2 separate regions of the Rattus norvegicus genome follow, and region 2 is linked to region 1. The links are chromatin contacts, called in public Hi-C maps. All regions are on one chromosome and are shown on one strand. Each heading gives the region's core, a stretch centred on a gene start, on an enhancer-like site or on the middle of the called end of the contact. The rest is flanking DNA. Distances are from core to core; before and after follow the strand shown. Region 1 has its middle 63 kb from the start of Rmdn2. Region 2 holds the start of Cdc42ep3 (CDC42 effector protein 3).

Region 1 (5,417 bases), core at 1,283-3,782:
GGACACCTCTGGCATCTTTTTTATAGAGCAGTGAAGAGCACTGATTGAGTTTCAAGAAGGTAACAGCACAACAGGAAGTGGAACCAGAGTTGGAGTGAGAAGAGAGAAAAGACAGGAAAGCCAGTCATAAGGGTGTGGAAACAGCCTGCTCACAGAACAGCAAGGAGCTGAAGGAAGACAGAAAAATAGAACATAAAGATCAGCGTATAGATCAGTGAGAAATAAATAGGAAAGGATGGGGGTGCCAACTCCAAGTGAATGTGTCTGTGTATTGGTGGGGCTTGAGGAATGGGATTACCTTGGTTCATTCTCTCAAGTCATGGAACCTATGTATCTAGGCCAATTCAAGAAGAAAAGAAAGTTGAAAGTTATAGAAATTTACAAAATCTTTAGGAGAGCCAGAGAACTAGGTTTAGAAATGTTCCAGACAACACTAGACTTGAATCGCATCAGCTGAAACTGTTCACAATTAGGGTTAAGGCACTTTGGTATCTGGGTATTGGCTTCCCATTGCTGCTATGGCCAGTTACCACAAAGTTTCTGGTTTAAACCAACACAGGGCCATTCTTACAGAAGTCTATGCAAGTATTCCAATATCAAGGCCAGGCTGCAGCTCAGTGGTGGCACTCTTGCCTCAGATGCATGAGGTCCGGGGGGTCATTCTTCAATAGTGCCAAATAAAGTAAATGAAACTTAAAAGGTTTTGTAAGGGCAACTCTCTTTTTCAGACAGTTCTGGGAGAATAGGATTTTCTTTGCCTTTTCTAGGTCCCAAGGGCTGCTGGCATCCTTGCTTTTGCAGTGCCACCCAGATGATCCAATAGAACCTCTCAACTCCCAAATCCTTAACTTGGTCTCACCTTTGTCTGTGTGCAATACACATTCAGTTGCTGGGGGAACTTGTACATGGATATCTTTGGGAGGCCATTGCTCTACTTCCCACAGTACGTCAACTAATCTCTCCAACTCTAAGATCAGGGTACCCCATCACTGCTCCTGAAATGCTGGAAGTCACAGTACCCAGAGTGGCTGCAGCCCAAGCATGTCTTCATTTCCATAATTTCCAAATCCCAGCCTCGTGTGGTTGACTGTGGTCGGAGAGTCTGGATCGCACACAAATAGCTGCAAGGGATGCTGGGAAAGCAACATCTAACTTCTTCCTCGGGTCACATGCCTTGCACTGTGTTTTATTTTCTGATTCCTGGTTTGTTTTGTTTTTGTTTTGCTTTTGTTTTTGTCTTGGTTTGGTTGGGGGTTTTTTTGGTGATCAGTAAGATCACCATTGTAGCGTGTTCACATTCTGACCAGCGTCCATTTTTTATCTCCTGCCTGCTACCATGTCAGAGGATTTGGTATGGTTTTTATATTCTGAAATACATTCATCTAAACAACAGTTCTTGTGTTGAATGATCCATGTGACAATGCCAAGTGCTGGCTGGCTGGACATTAATGAAACTATATAAGAACTAAGCTATCCAACTCTGTTTTCCCTTTTTCTGTATGCAGTTCTGTCTATATTCTTACTGTTGCCAGAGAAGCCTTAACCCATTGCTCCAGGTTGTCACCCTTGCACAAAGATACTGGTGGTGTGCTCTGGGGAAAAGATCAGGACCCTGTTGGCTTAGTTTTCTCCAAATTATTCAAAGAATGACATGTCTACACGTGCCCATGAAATGCTACTTTTCAGAGCATGGCTCCATGCAGTGAACACACATTTTCAAGCTACAAAAATCAAGACAATTTAACTTTAACGTACTATAACCTTTTGTTCTGATCAGTGCTTGATATGACGCAGGTTTCTTGAGTGACCCCACCAGCATTTCAACTTTCAGATATATTTTTAGTGGGAAAAACAACTTTTTTCGTGTCCAAAAAAAAAAAATGGGTAAAATGACAAATGACTCTGTACCTTAAAAGTTGTGCTTTTTAAACTTTTAAAACTAAACTATCATGAACCAAAGAACTCTGTGTACGTGTGTGTGCATGTGTGTGTATGTACATGTATATGTACACAGCCATTGCTTGTATACATGCTCACACACACACACACACACACACACACACACACACACACTCACACACACGGGAAGGTACTAAGGCTGGGGAAGGGGAATGCAAGAAACTGCAAAAACAGCAACAAAATTCTTAGCATTTTGTTGGCCTTGTCCAATCAGCATTCACACCAATTACTAAAAAATACCTCTATGGCCCGCACAGGCGTTCACTTCTTTCTTCTCAGATAGCGCCTCTAACTATCCCTAAGCTGTTTTTCTTTTGTTCTGCGTTGCTTGCCAAGCTGCACAAGGATGAGGAGAATCTTTGTGAGTAGGTGTTGCAATCAAATAGCATTGACAACAGAAGAAATGGCGGCACAATGCAGCCTGGAGGATGATCAGCCCTGTGCTAAGCTGCAGATCCCACAAATGACTATAATTACTTGTCTTTTAACACAGCCAAACCATCTTGCTCTACCTCTTAGAAATGCTCCAGGAGCTAAAAATAGACTACACTCAACATCTCATACACATGGAATTCAGCTTAAGTCCTTCTCCAAAGTGACTTATTTTTGGTCCTGACTCTCTGCTCTTTCTGTCCCTCCCACCTCTGCAGCCCACTGAGCCCAGTTGCTACCCTTCACTTTCAATTTTTTCTCATCAGAAGACAAAAAGCTTGCATCCCCTCCCCATGCCCATCAACATACTACAGTGTGCAGTGTGCTCTTTCCCAGGATTCTATAATGTAGTCCTCAACGCTCCGGCTCTCCAACCCTGTAGAAGTCAGCAGGACTCGGGAAACCCTGGTGGCTAGGAACTAAGGGTTAAAAGCTGGGATGGGGGGGTGATTAGAAAGGGACTCTAGAGTTTGTTTTCCAGGGTGCTATGCTATGGTGGTGGGGGAGGTGGGGCTTGACAAGAGCATGGAAAGTAAGTGGCAGCCCCAGCTGGCCAACAGGCCTGTGTCCTATCATAGCATTAACCTTGTGATCCCAATGCATGCCATAGGACAATTAAGGCCAGCACAAGTGGCCCTAAACTCTTAGCACATGCTTTTCTACACATAGCTCATCCAGAGCTACAGGGTTACAAGGAAACCAACCATTTCCACCACTGCCACCACCCCCACAAAGAATTCACTGTTAGAAACAGCCAGTGGGTTAAACTACTGAATGTTTGCAGTACAGCCTGGGGAGGAGTTACAAAACAGCTCAGCGCCTCCCTTGGAAGTGGAGAAATGCCATCTTCTACCTCCACCCATCCATCCCAGCATGTTTTCATACATTCTCTGTTCTAAGGAAGCTCTCAGGAGCTCTTCAGTCCCTGGAAGTGCCATTTCTAAGGTGGCCGGTGGACTTGGAAATAAGAGAAGGACTTACAAACACTAAGGAGACAGAACAAAGACCTTTCTGATTTTTATGCCCAGCTCACCAGTGACTATGCTCCCCACTATGATCCGGACATAGCTCTCCTTTGGTGTCCCTGAGTCTGAAGGCATAGAGTAGTCCAAAAGTCCTCCCGGAACTCTCCCCTTTCTCCTCAGGGAAGCTGGCCATCGATGGTGGCACAGTGTACGTCAGTCTCCGAGATCTCTTTTGATCATTATGGACTGTTAGCTGTGAGTACCATGTCTCCCCTTCCTGAAATCTCAATTCTCGTTTCTCACTATTGCCATCCCTTCTCTGGCGACAGAGCACCTGACCCTGCTCTTCCTGTTTGCGGCCATACTGTCAAGCCACCCTAAAAAAGGCCAGGAGAGGGAGAGAACAGCCAGAAGAGGAGCCAAACAGATCTGTTTCCATCAAGGAAACACAGCTAACAGCTGGGGTGCTTAATTCTTTGCAATGGCTGGTACCTTCAGCAGTGTCTGACACTCACTGGACACATGTTTATCTGTACGGCTGCTGTTCTGGACTCCAAAGGCCCTGACCATGTGTAGCTTCTTCCCTAGGGAGGAGCTAGGCAGTGGACAAGAAGACAAGAACATTACAATCAGCTAACGGGCGTATAAGGGACATCTCTCTCCCTTCTTCTCTGAATTGTGCAACCGTGCCCTCTTCTTGATTCTGCACTGCTGAACCTTTACCAGCTTTCCTTGAGTTGCTCACCCTGAACATTCAGGCCTTCTGAAGAACCAGGCAGGGTGTCTCTTTGCTGTTCCCTAGGGACCCAATCCAAACAGTGACAAGTGCCGTTTCCAAAGTGCACGGCCTCAGGAGTGTCTCCTGGAGGTGGACACACTCAGTCTCCGTACAGATGTAACTTCTCAATCTCTTCAGACGACCAGCCAGTGGAACCACATGAACCGTCCCGGCAGGAGTAACAATCTAAGGAAACGCGTCTCCTTTTGGCTATAATGCTAGTGAAACTATGGCCCCAAGAATTAGAATTTTACTCAGGAGTCTCACACTAGGGCAAGGGAAGGGTGGGGCCGGTGTCAGTGGGAGGAGGGACTCGTCACCTGGAAAGAAAGAACCACACAACTCTGACAACTCCTCCAAGCACTGCCGTGGAGACAACCTGGGCCAAGCGCTGAGGGACAGGGCCGCACTTGATGAGGGCTGGTCTGCTCCACAAACCTCTTGCTATTGATTTAAACCAAACCTTGTATCAGGACTCTGAAAATGGGCTGAGGGAAGAGGTGGTCACCAAATACCCTTTCCCCCTGTTTTTAGTACGGCCATCTTGAACCAATCCCCTTTCTCTGTTTCTCTCTATTACTTGTCTGTGACTGGCCTGTTGGAGACTGGGGGCCCAGCCCAGTTTCTTAGATACCCCAGGGCCCCTGCTCTGACCTTATATAACTCCTATGACAGGAGGACTGCAGGATGGAGAATTCCAGGTGGAGGATACAGTGCACAGTGAGGTGGGACAGGCTGAGTGTCTGAGGGTGTCATCAGGGGACCCACCAAGGCCATCGGGAAATCGGTACCATTGGTTCATTTTCAGACAGCTACTCAGGGATCCCACAGACACTGGGTCAGCACTGACAGGCCATTCCTCTGAAAAAGTTTACAAGCATCTACTCACTGAAGCCATCAGCAGGAACAGACAGAGAGGCTCCTCTGTTTTTTGCCTAGAGAAGATCTTTTCATGGAGAGATAGGAGGGTCTGACATAGATGACCACAAGTGACAGCTACCCAGGGGACTAAGCACACTAAGCAACCTCTGTTAGCTATATATACCTGCTCCTTTACTCAACTTTGTACAGCCCACGGCTGTCACCTTCCTCTCGCATCAGAGCCTCAGGCCCTCTACCTTCCTTTAACGACTATCCTCTATGTCTCATAGTATAACTGGGTTGGTCCTAGGTTAAGGGGCATACTAAATTCGTAATAACTTCTGGGAAATATGGTCTACTGTCTGATCATTTCGTGGACTATAACTTTAGTGGGACAACAGTAAATTTAAATTTTCCTCAAA
Region 2 (5,417 bases), core at 754-3,253, 210 kb before region 1:
TCTTCAGGGGCTGCCACAGTCAGCCTCAGCACTGTGTTCCAATCACGGAATTCAGAATGCAAATCTCTAGCAGATGAGATGGCTAGAAAACAGAAACTGCCATGGACCCAGGAGGTTTCCAAAGCTCTCTACACATCATCTGTGAGGCCAGGGGCTGGTATCCGGGTCTTACACCATGGGTGAGGCCTACTGGAAAACCTAGGCACCTCCAGATGGACTGTCAACCAGTCCTCGAATATAGAGCTCATGCTTTGTCCCACATTGCTAGACATTTCACAGCCCCCTTATGTCTGAGTCCTTCGTTCTGAAAAAGGTGTTTGTGCTTACATCTAAACTGTCCATCAAATCACAATGGTGGAAACGTCTAGAACTGTCCAGAAGTTGTACTTCTTAGCTCAGTTGAAAGATCTTTTATAAGTCAGAACATTACAGGGGTCTTTTAATGGACTTAGGGATACCCCTGGGGCATCCCGGCTCCTTCCTGGTGAGGCTTATTTCTCCCTGTGATGTTAACGGGAAGTTCCCAAGTCTGGGTCTGCTATTAAAGCAGGGACATCTGCTACCCTCCTAATATTTTCAAGGCGGCAACCCCTCCTCCACCCCCTCCCAGAACTTGAGGATATGGTGAGGGCTACAAGCTGCCAGGGTGGGGAAGAAGCAGAAGGAATCTTTGTCTCCCTAACACATCCATCAGTTCCCTCCCCAGAGCCCCCTACACACTGCACACATCAGTAGCCCGCTCCCTGCAAATGCACCAAGGCTGTAAAGATTCATGTTCCAGTCCCCGCCTGACATTCCCCTTCCCACCCTCGTTTTAATTCACTCACTTTTTTTTTTTTTAAACAAAATGTAATTACTTGACTGTCAGCCGGGGCTGCACTCTGGGGCTTTTACTCCTTTCAACACAGATGTGCGCCCAGCTTTGATGCTGCTGTCCTCGCAGCTTGTCCCAGCCACAGCCGGCTCGGTAATGTAACATTCAAGTGCGTATTTATTTTTAAACTGACCTCTCCTAGACGGTGCAGTATAAAGCAGGTCCTGCCAAAAAAATATGCTACTTTCTATTTATAAGATGAAACACATGCCTTCCCTCCCAAAGGCGGGAGGGGGGTGGCGTATAATAATTCATAAAGAAAAAAACTGACTGGCCAGATCCATTCGTCCTCATCCTCGCATGGCTGTGTCAAGATACTTAGTGAGGAGGAGGAGAGGAGGAAGAAGAGAAGGAGCAGCCGCAGCAGGAGGAAGAGGAGAAGGAGGGAGTAAAGATCTTGTAAACGCTTCAGTTGTGCAGAAACCGCAATCAAGAAAGAAAATAATTTTTCCCAACTGCCAGATCTGCAGGTTGGAGCCTCAGCTAAAATGCACTGCCTCTGTCAGTGCGGAAACTGCCAAGCTGCGCGGTGCCCTCATAAGCGCCGCGGCGGTACAAACACACAACTAGAGGGGCGCGGTAGCCAAGTGCGGTTGGTTCTGATGGAAAAACGCAACTTGCGCCCAGAATGGCTGTCAATGGCCAGGAGGGGGCCGTGCTGCCTGCAGCCCCACCCTAAAGAAGTAGGCACTGATGGCAGAGCTCCGAGTCCTGATCCCCCCACCGGGACATCAAACATGATGTCCCCCTTTGATCCTCTGGACATCAGCTCAAGAAGGCGGTGCTCTAGATTATCTTCGCACCTTGTAAGTCTTCCAAGGCCACCATCTGCACTAGCTGGAAGGGACTTAGGTTGAGGGTCGGACAGACTTACAGGTGGAGAGGCACTGTGGGTTTCATACTCACCAGCTGTCTCCAAGGCTCCTTGCTTCTGCCCGGGGACCGGGCGTCGGCCCGGGTCGCCTCCCGAGGGCGCACACAATCCTCGCTAGTGCTCGCAGAACCCGAGGGGCGGCGACGGTTCACCGCCCAATCTGCTCCCGGACTGTGCGCAGCGTCTCCCGGAGGTAGGAGCTGCGAAACTGGGTTGCCAGCGAGCGTCCCGCTGCTGTGCTCCCAGCGGCAGTTGGAAGCGCCTGCGACGCTGTGCGCGCGGCTGCCGGACGCGCGGCCTCAACCTGCCCAGGGCGGGGCGCGGGGCGGGGCCCGGCGCGGGGCGGGGCTGTGAGGCCAGGGCAGGGCGGGGAGAAGGGTGCGGGCGGAGCCGGACCTTCCCTCCGCTGTACCTGTCCCCCACCTCCCCACCACCCTTAGACCTGCAGGAGTGGCGGCGAGGCTGCAGGCTCTTGGAGGACAATGGGCACCCACTGTCACCTCCCAGTCCCACCTCTCCCCGGTTGTGGCTTCTCTCTGAGGCAAACCCGGCTGGGGCTCCCTCAGGCACAAAGAGAAGTGGCGGGGTGCTCTCTGTAAAGAGGGGACCCCAGAGCGTTGCTGTCCGTAAGTGCGGGAGAACAATGGGACTCCGCCCGCACCCGGGACCCTCGTGCTCACCCTCGTGTCCCCGCCTCTCCCTGTCCTACCTAACCCACCTAGCAGTGCGGGGCTTCGCCGCGGAGGAAGGGGACCTGCGGGGAAGAAGGGCCACCGACCCGGTCGCCCGCAGCGCGACCGCAGCTCCCTGGGGACTCCCTGGCAGCCGAAGCTCTTGGGAGGGAAGAGGAGGGTCGCGTGCTGTCAGCGTGCAGCCTGCTTCCCTTGCAAGCTGTCGCCAAAACCCGGAGCGCGGATCAGACGCGCGGGAGACGCGGGGCTGGAGGCTGAGCGCCTGCGGGGCGCAAAGAAACGCAGACGCAGCAGGTTTTTCCTGTCTGGAGGGAGGTGTCTCCTCCCCCTCCAGGTCTGTCCGAGATTGACCTAAAGCTGCGGAAGCGGGGTGGCGGCTCTCCCGGACGCTCTGAGGGGCGGCGCAAGTGGCGCAGCTGCTGCCGCTCCGGACCATAAAATTCCGCCCACGGCGACACCTGCGCCTGTCGGTCACCGGGCCAGGGCCTCAGGACGACCCGCCCCTCTGTCCCTGGACCTCTGTAGGAACCCAGAGAATTAATGTTAATTGTCTGAACAGGTCGCCCTCTCTTCCTTCTCCCTTAGTCCGCCTGGTTGGAGACAGGAAAAGGTGGCGTTTTCCGGCCTTGAGGTCCCCGCCGGCTTGATTGACCTGGAAAAGGAGTTGGAACCCTGAGGAGTCGCACGCTCCGGGCCGGGCCCCAACCCTGGGACAAAGCTGAGCCCCTCCAGGAGACCTTGGCTTCCCTGAGCGCTCTGGGCTTCAGGTCTTCACCAGGGTGCCCCGAATCAATAGCTCTGAAACCTTAGACTAGGGTGCACTTTAAGCCCAGGTTTTAAACCACGGTCAATGTTAAGGTGAATTTAAAAAGGAAGCGGACACAACTGTTCGGGAAAGCAAAATACTTGGGTGGAGTGTTAAAAGCCTCAAAGAAAATAATAGTTGGCAGGTTAAACAGCCATGAGGTCGGAAGTCAAATTCAAAACCGCAGAAGTGATACCAGAATTTTGACAAGCAAAACAGTAGGTGAAGATAAGGGACCCGGCCCTGTTTCCTTTCTCCAACTGACCGCCTGCTCCCAAGTTGCCTTTGGCAGACACCTGGGTTCCACTCCAGATTCCTCAGAGTTTTACTTGGGGCTCATATTTCAAAATATATGTTCCATTTGGCACTAATGTATACATTTTATATACGGATTTATTGAAAAATATTAAATGTTACTGGCCTAGTTAGATAAAAAGTATTTTATAAATATTTATGCACAGCTTTCATTACATATGGCATTTGAAAAAGTACAAATACGCATGTATATACAATGCTGTGTGAAAATTCCTTTTGCATGCATACATTCCTCACACATATGTCTTGTGTGATTTTTTTTCACTTGTTCTATTGCTAGCTGCCATTAAAAGCGGTCCATTTTCACGTGTCTAAGTGAATAATTTCTTTTACAGTTTGTGCAAACATAGGGTGGCAGGTAGCTGGAAGTTAAGACTTTTGTTCCAAAACCCCATTTTCATTCTACTGTGCTGTTCCTGTTTCATCCAGAGGTGGTTTCTCACTATATGTGTTTTTAAAAAGGCTTTGCCTTGGAGCCCTATGCAGACAATCTGTGTGTGACCTACTTCTTCAAAGGTCCAGTGGTGCTGGCTTGATCCATCCCGGCTTCTCTGAGGCCCTGTGTCATTTTATTTTATTTGTGCTGAACACCTTCAGTGAGGAAAAAGAGCCCTCGACTTGCGAATTTTCTTTCCAAATGAGTTCATTTCCTGATTTAGTCATGGCAGCATTTAGGTTTCGTGGGTTTAGCGTTAACTTTAGAAGGTTCTCCTGCTAAGCAGAAAGGAAAACCTTGCTTTCTTTCTGAAGGCTGAGACTTCTGAGACTCTGTATTTCAGAGAGGGTTAGCCTTGAATAAAAAAAAATCAATGGGAATCTTGGAAGTCTGTGACTAATATCTATAGCACATGGACCTGTGGATGAGTCCCTGTGAAGCCAGACTAGACTAGTTGGTTCCACTGGGATGGACTAGGGAGAGGAGAGTCTGGTTGGGGTGTGAGAGAACCATCAGTGGCTTGTATTTAAGGCTGCCTTGCCAATAATCGCTCTCACCCATCTGGCCGTATCAGACTTCCAAGCTGCCCTGTAGTTTATACCTGCTGGGGCCTGCCTTCTATCTGTCCAGGACACTTCTTCCCCCAAAGCTTCAAAGCCTCCTTTCTCTCTCATTAAGATCTCTTTCTCAAAAGAGACCTCAAGGGTGAGACTTTCCCTCCCCTAAAATAGCAGTCCCACCCAAATTCCCTTTCCCTGAATAAAGCAGGGAGAATAGTTTCTTCACGACCTGACATGACATCATATGTTTTTATAGTGTCGGTGATGGCCCGTTTTCTGTGGTGCATGGATGGACGTAAAGTACTTTATAGCTTCTGTACCTAAAGTGGGGCCTAGCAGATAACAATACCTGTTGAATAAAAAGCCCTGAATAGCAACCTCAAGTCTAAGAGCCTCGTTTACAAACTCCATAGCACAGGATAATATTTTATTAAACATTCCTGGGATGTCCCGCACAACTGCTGAGACCGAAATTTCAGTCCCTTCTCTTTAGTCTGACTGAAGGAGAAACACAAAACACATGGAACGTTTTAAGTTTTCTAAAACTCAAACATTCGAGAGGAAAGCTTACCAAAAAAGTCTTTGTAGTCCATGTATAATGCATAACTATTTTTCTTCTGGCAAAGCTGAAATGTACCCGTGTGTGCTCAGCTGGGGTTTTCCCCCCGAAAATGCCACATTCGGGTTGAACTGAAGCATGTATGTTCCCCATTATCCCCCACCCCCCAGTCGGATCTAGGTGGGGCAGTGTGAGGAAGAAACTGGAAGGTTGGGACTTTTATTTGACGGCGCTGGGGATGGAACCCAGGGCACACACTAGGCCCACACTCTGTCTCTGAGTTACACTCCCAGCCTGATTAC

The links. A called contact is a pair of places that touch in the nucleus more often than the background predicts.
Region 2: a contact with region 1 is called in a Hi-C map of the A7r5 cell line, with 3 times the contacts expected there. The contact joins the promoter of Cdc42ep3 here to the enhancer-like site in region 1. A contact is called at or near these places in 6 of 12 Hi-C or Micro-C datasets (the A7r5 cell line, Schwann cells, frontal cortex and 3 more).

The regions. Positions count from the first base shown.
Region 1 is chr6:21,254,021-21,259,437 of GRCr8, reverse strand. No RefSeq gene overlaps it. Among named protein-coding and RNA genes, the nearest start is that of Rmdn2, 63 kb to the right of the region's middle. Within about 2 kb of position 2,532, at least 11 of the 93 cell types and tissues checked have an H3K27ac peak or open chromatin away from gene starts, as enhancers often do. A contact at or near this core is called in the A7r5 cell line and Schwann cells, where this site is marked.
Region 2 is chr6:21,459,667-21,465,083 of GRCr8, reverse strand. It overlaps Cdc42ep3 (CDC42 effector protein 3), which reads right to left and starts at 2,003. Exons shown (of 2, transcript NM_001048044.1): 1 at 1,781-2,003. LOC134479326 (a long non-coding RNA gene) reads left to right here and starts at 2,233. Exons shown (of 2, transcript XR_010052493.1): 1 at 2,233-2,374; 2 at 3,026-3,870.